2 separate regions of the Pan troglodytes genome follow, and region 2 is linked to region 1. The links are chromatin contacts, called in public Hi-C maps. All regions are on one chromosome and are shown on one strand. Each heading gives the region's core, a stretch centred on a gene start, on an enhancer-like site or on the middle of the called end of the contact. The rest is flanking DNA. Distances are from core to core; before and after follow the strand shown. Region 1 has its middle 20 kb from the start of FAM20B. Region 2 overlaps TEX35 (testis expressed 35).

Region 1 (3,273 bases), core at 387-2,886:
CTCTTTACTCACCTGTAGTCTGTGGACCTGGAAGATTCATACTACCTGGGAGCTTCTTAGAGCTTCAGAACCTGGACCCCCAAACCAGGCTTGGTGAATTGGAATCTGTATTTTATCAAAATCCCCTGGTGATTTGTTTACAAATCAAGGTCCTCCACACCTGAGAGGCTGGCTGTTTAGGGAACTGCCTATAATCTCAGCATTTTGGGAGGCCAAGGCATGGAACCAAGGCTGAAGTTCCATGTCACAGGAGGGAAGAATGGCGAGTGATGTGGCGAGAGCAAGGGGTGAGGTTAGGGAGGTCTGTGAAGCCAAGACACACATACCATTTTTATCCTGAGACCAGAGAAGAGTTGCTCAGTTTAGAGCAGTGGGATGCAATTTGCCTTGAGGCGATGGCTCTGCTACAGCGGGGAGAGTGGATTGAGCTGGGGGAGACGGGAACAAGTTAGGTTTTAGTTCCTTTAGAAGCTGCAGGTTGCACTTTGGAGCCCAGCGGCCATGGTGTATTTTTATCATGTTCAAACCCCGGCTTGGCTTTTCACACACTGAGTGGCTGTGACTTAAGACACCGCTATTTAACTTTTCTGAGCCTCTCCTTCCTCATTTGTCCTAGGCATGGCACCTTCTTTTTATGAGACCTCAATCACAGCGTCAACAAAAAAACAAATGTCCAGAATGGAATCTGATTTTGATGTGTTAGGAATTCAGGTGGAATCAGAAATGCTACAACTGGCTGGCTCTATACCGACTCCTAGCCCAGATGGCAGGACTCAGGCCCCTTTCCTTCTACACAGCTGTGTGGTCGGAGAAAGAGCCCAGAACTGGGGCTTAGGAATCCAGCTTCTAGAAAATTCAGCTCAGTGCTCCACCTAACCTGAAATCTCCGCAGAAAAGCAGCTCCACTCTCCAGCCCTCCATGCACGTTCCATACCTGCCTGCCTGCCTGCCCCTGCTTGGGCTGTCTCCTGCACCTGAAGTGCACGTGTGCACGCGCGTGTTTACTCCACATTATGTTTGGGACACTGTGCTCAGTGCTTTGGGTGAGTGAGAAACACTCTCTTCTCACCCCATCAAAATCCATCCTGCCCTTTGAGCTCATTTCCTACACGCCTTACCCATCTGAACTCAAATGGCCTGTGAAGTAATAGCCCAGAGTTGAGAGCACCTGGTGGGGACATTTCGCCAGGGGAGAACGAGTCAGCAGGCCCTGATAGGGCCAGGTCCTCTCCCCAGGGTCTTGTGAGGTGAGCAGGGACAGAGCAAGGTCGGTCAGGGAGGGCCTGCAGGGGTCGTTTGGCCAAAGGACCGTGCCGGGGCCTTTCCTCTCTCCCTGTGCTGCACCTCCAAACGTGACCACACGGGGTCAGTGTCCTTTCATGCTTGAGTTGGTGAAAGTGGAGCCCTGCTCCACCCCAGGGCTCTCTCTGCAGGGTCTTTCTGCAGAGTTGTAGCTAATTGTACAAAAACTTCCCCGAGGCTGGGAGCAAAGTAATCTTTTGCGCCAGAATGACCCAAGGTCAGGGTGAAGAAGAAGAGCAGCAGATTGTTTTCACAGTCATGTTGTTTCACTGAGAGGGGCCCCTGGAGCCCTGTATGGATGCCCTGCACAGGCCGGCTCAGAGCTCTCTGGCTCATTAGTAAGCACTCATTCGGGCAGACGGCTGGGGAGGCGGGAAGGCCAGCCACAACAGGGAAGACGTCTGAATTCCGCACACTTAAATCCCTCTGGAACATTCAGGGGTCCCAATCCACAGCAGACTATTCCTGCTGGTCCTGTTTTTTGTTTTTGTTTTTGTTTTTGTTTTGGAGATGGGGTATTGCTCTGTCACCCAGGCTGGAGTGCAGTGGGATGATCACAGCTCACTGCAGCCTCGGCTTCCCGGGCTCAAGCAGGCCTCAGCCTCCCGAGTAGCTGGGACTGTAGGCATGCGCCACCATGCCTGGGTTTTTAAAAATTATTTTTTGAGATAGGGTCTTGCTCTGTCGCCCAGGCTGAAGTGCAGTGGCACCTTCTTGGCTCACTGCAAACTCCGCCTCCCAGGTTCAAGCGATTCTCTTGCCTCAGCCTCCCGGGTATCTGGGATTACAGGCATGTGCCACCACGTCCTGCTAATTTTTGTATTTTTAGTAGATATGGGGCTTCACCATGGTGGCCAGACTGGTCACGAACTCCTGACCTCAAGTGATCCTCCCACCTCGGCCTCCCAAAGTGCTGGGATCACAGGAGTGAGCCACCGCGCCTGGCCCCACGCCTGGCTTTTAAAAAGTTTTTCTAGAGGCGAGGTTTCCCTATGTTGCCCAGGCTGGTCTTGAACTCCTGGGCTCAAGCAATCCTCCTGCCTTGGCCTCCCAAAATGCTGAGGTTATAGGCATAAGCCACTGTGTCTGGCCACCGGTCCTGTTTTTAAAGTCTACAGCAGACTCAGCCTCAAGTACTGCTGCTGGTGGTTGAGACCTCAGCCCAGGCCACAAGGGCCAGGGGCTCACCCTTCACAGGAGGGTGGTGGGTACTGACACAATGGCCAACCACCCTGCCAGGCAGGACTTTGCTGGGGGAAAAGTCCCCAGAGGTCTAATCCAGCAAATGCATGTCTCACTGGCTCACCCACCCTCCTGCTCCCCAGAGGAGCAAAGAGTTCCTCAGCCTTATGTTGTTGATGGCTCTCAGGGCCTGAGATGAGGGCTGGGATGGGGACTTTGGAGAATGGGCTAGGGACCCTAGGGGCTGCTGAGGGCCAAGAATGGCTGTTGGTATAAATCCCTGGGCCCCACACCAGAGTCCAGGCACAGATCAAGTTTTGTGAAGTCTGAAGCTTATATAATTTGGAGATCTCTTCAAGAAAAATAACACAAAATAAAAAAATACAAAGTTGAACATAAAAGTAAATATTTAGAATGAGAAAATAGATGACATCAAGTTATAAATTTTTAAAGGCTGACAAATACCACAAACATCACAAAATCCAGAAAATTCACATTTTTATTAACTGATACGCTTCTATAATATTTTTCCGTGTGCTTTTGTCTGCCTACTCTTTGATGACCACTTCAAATGCCAATAATTTTGTAGTGCCATTTTCTATAGAAATAATAGAAAGATAATTTAGTGTTTTTTCCAGCATAGTTGATCAAAAATTTCTGTAATATTGCTATAGGTTTATGGTTAACTCAAGAATTTCATACATTCTTGAGTTATTTATTTATTTATTTATTTTTATAAATAAAAATATAAATAAATATATTTTTATTTATTTATTCTTAAATAAATGT
Region 2 (3,273 bases), core at 376-2,875, 440 kb after region 1:
ACCAGCCTTCCTCCTTATTAACGTTCCATGATGATTCCTTCCAGGTGCTGGGGATCCAGCCCGTGGGGTTATTAGAGGGCAGACACCAACAGGGAAGGTGTTGTTGACTCACCCTCACAAATATCATTCCTTACATTATCAGGGCAATTACAAAACACGACTTTAAAAATACGATAATAAAATATCCAACTGAAGACTTTCAGTATAATTAATCCGCCAACCTTATATTTTGAGAAGGTTGAGAGCCGTGAGGGAAAATAAACCCTAGAGAAATACATTGTTTTTAAGTTCTTTCAATAAAGACATGTAGGCATTTTCTAATGTTTTTCCCAAAAAGAAAGAACATCTACTCCTCTAATTCCACAAGAGATACAAAGAATTAAAGAAATTGTGATTAACAGCCCTGTATCTGGAGCTCATGAAGCTCAGAGGATTGGGAATGGAAGTGGCAGGTTTAGGCTTGAATCAGAACTTCTGGATTTAAGAAAACAAAACAGGCCAGGCGCGGTGGCTCACACCTGTAATCCCAGCACTCTGGGAGGCCAAGGCGGGCAGATCAGGAGCTTGAGACCAGCCTGCCCAACGTGAGAAACCCTGTCTCTACTAAGAATAAAAAAATTAGCCAGGCATGGTGGTGGCACGCCTGTTAATCCCCGCTACTTGGGAGATTGAGGCAGGAGAATCGCTTGAACCTGGGAAGCAGAGGTTGCAGTGAGCCGAGATGGCGCCACTGCACTCCAGCCTGGGCCACAGAGCGCGACTCCGTCTCAAACGAACAAACGACAACAACAAAATGCAAACTCTGGCCAGGCGCGGTGGCTCATGCCTGTAATCCCAGCACGTTGGGAGGCCAAGGTGGGCGTATCACTTGAGGTCAGGAGTTCAAGACCAGCCTGGCCAACATGGTGAAACCCCATCTCTACTAAAAATACAAAAATTAGCCAGGTGTGGTGTCATGCACCTGTAGTCCCAGCTACTCAGAAGGCTGAGGCAGGATAATCGCTTGAACCTGGAAGACAGAGGTTGCGGTGAGCACAGATCGCGCCACTGCACCCCAACCTGAGCGACAGAGCAAGACTCCATAAAAAAAAAAAAAACAAAAACCCACGCAGATTGCAGATTCCTGGGCCCCATCCTCGCCTTTCTGAATTGCAGCCTTTCACCCTTTAAGAATGAGAGGGTGAAATCTGCACGTCATACAAATAGCCCAGGGGCTATTAATCTGATGTTGCTCCCCAGCTCCCTCCAACACCGTCAGAGGGTGCACGGATTAGGCCTCTGCTGCGTGCAGAGAAGCATCCTAGGTGCTGCGTGGCTGTGCCAAAGCAGCAGAAACCGGTGGTGTGCCTTAAGATGCATGCTCCAAAGCTGTCCACAAGGCCTCTGGTACAGGCTTCCAGGTCTACGTCTCGGCTTCCCCGACAGTGTCCATGCGACACTGTCACCAGTTTCTCCTCTCACAAACAGAAAATCAAATTCGGATTGGGCAAATGATTCCCTGCCCGGGTGTGGAATAAGGGTCAAGTCCTAAGTATGGAGAGAGCGCCGGCTCCCGCCAGGATATGCGAAGCTCTGGAGGGGAGGCCAAGCCACCAGGCACCCGGCAGGAGAAGAGGAGGCTGGAGAGCGCCGCCCAGTGCCTGCAGGCCGGGCGCTCCACGCCTCCCCTCCCCCCTGCACACCCCATTCCCCTCCGGTTGCCCCGCCTGGGAAGCCCCCTCCCCACACCTCCCCGCCCAGCATCTGCACGAGAGCCGCGAGCCCTGGCCCAGAGCTCTGGGTGGGCCTCTCACCCCAGACGGCGGCCGCAGCCCGTCCCTGATCACCGGCCGCCTGAGCCCTCCGTTCGCTCGGCGCGAGCGCCGCCACCCGTCCTTACCCCCATCCAGTCCGAGGCCAGCCCCGTAGGCTCCGAGCCTGCTCCGTGAAAAGCCTTTTCCCCAGGAGGAGAGTTACTGGAAAGCAAGAGGAAGCCGAGAAGAGGCGGTGGCTGCAGCGCGCGGGGCCGGGCGGGGGCGCGGGGGCGTCGGGGCACTGACTGGGCAGCGCGGTTTCCCCTCATCCCGGGACACGGCGCGGCGCTAGCGCCACCCAGCGGACGCGGTGGGAATTGCGCTCCCTTCCTGCGCTGGGGCTCTGGACACACAGGCGACCAAGAATGACGCCTGCAGCCGGATAAACGCTCGGGGCAAGGCCGCTATCATCCCTCTGCCGGGAGTGAGTCAAGTCTCAGCAAAAGAAGAAGCCACTTTGGCCAAAATTCCAAGAGTGCTGATGAAGACGGTGACATCTGACATTTCAATGGCACTTTCCATTTCCCCCGGGGTGCGCATTCCGGGCCAGTGGAGTGCTGCGTCGCCTGTGCAGGACCTGGAGGTCTGCAGGACTGTGACCAGTCGGAGTCTCGGAGTCGTGGGTTAAACATTAGTCGGGAGCACTCGTTCATTCCCTGAGCTCCCCTTGCCATTCACCCTTCGGTCCCTGAAGCCGGAAGGGAGACTGCCCCGCCCCCTGCCTGCCGCCCGGTGGCTCTCCCGGGGCCCTCTTGGCCCCTCTCTCCCAGCCCTCCATACAGTGAAGGGTTGTTTCCGCTGTTGACTTCCACCTGTGGGAGCAGAGAAAGGAAGCGGGGCAGAGGAGAAGGGGAAGGTGTCAGGCGATTCCCCTCCTTGCGCTGCAAGCCGGGTGGGAATAGAACACCTGCAGCCCTCCCCGGCGCCCTGCGAATGAGGTGGGAGTGGGAACGCCATCAGGGCAGAGCCCCTCCAGCTGGCTGGGGTCTGCACCCCCTCGCCAGCCCGGCCACCTCAAAACGGTGCTTGCCTCCCTGCGGGGGTGTAGAAGCCTCTTGGAGCAGCACTTGTAGAAAATCAAGTCCCTGGAAAGAAGCAAAATTAATCCGTTTGTTTCTCTATTTATTTTTGCTTCCCCACACCAGGTATTCACTTCATCCAAGGCTGCCCAATGTCACCTTCCACCCAGAGGAATCTCCCCTCTCCACCCCAGGCCAACAGCCTCTGCCTTCAGCTGTGGCCTCCACTCTGGCATTACTCTGGGCAGAGGGCTCAGGAGGGCTCAAGGAGGACCAGTGACATTCAGAGTGGCCAGAGTAAAGGGAGGGAGGGGGAGTGGTGGGAGAGGCGTGCAGAAGGCACAGGCGAGGTGGCGGAGGCGGACAGGTGGTGGGGGGAGCGGGCTGGGGTGGGATGGGCCTGTCAGCATAGCAAGGGCTGTGATGGGCTTGAGTCTGACAGGGGGCAATGACCTGACCTA

What was found. A called contact is a pair of places that touch in the nucleus more often than the background predicts.
Region 2: a contact with region 1 is called in a Hi-C map of induced pluripotent stem cells, with 6 times the contacts expected there. The contact joins two enhancer-like sites. A contact is called at or near these places in 5 of 7 Hi-C or Micro-C datasets (blood, induced pluripotent stem cells, a lymphoblastoid cell line and 1 more) and 1 of 1 datasets of contacts at active chromatin or transcription factors (stem cell-derived excitatory neurons).

The regions. Positions count from the first base shown.
Region 1 is chr1:70,114,760-70,118,032 of NHGRI_mPanTro3-v2.0_pri, forward strand. No RefSeq gene overlaps it. Among named protein-coding and RNA genes, the nearest start is that of FAM20B, 20 kb to the left of the region's middle. Within about 2 kb of position 1,637, at least 9 of the 24 cell types and tissues checked have an H3K27ac peak or open chromatin away from gene starts, as enhancers often do. A contact at or near this core is called in induced pluripotent stem cells, where this site is marked.
Region 2 is chr1:70,553,511-70,556,783 of NHGRI_mPanTro3-v2.0_pri, forward strand. TEX35 (testis expressed 35) reads right to left here. Exons shown (of 12, transcript XR_010157076.1): 10 at 1,880-2,878. Among named protein-coding and RNA genes, the nearest start is that of TEX35, 30 kb to the right of the region's middle. Within about 2 kb of position 1,626, at least 14 of the 24 cell types and tissues checked have an H3K27ac peak or open chromatin away from gene starts, as enhancers often do. A contact at or near this core is called in induced pluripotent stem cells, where this site is marked.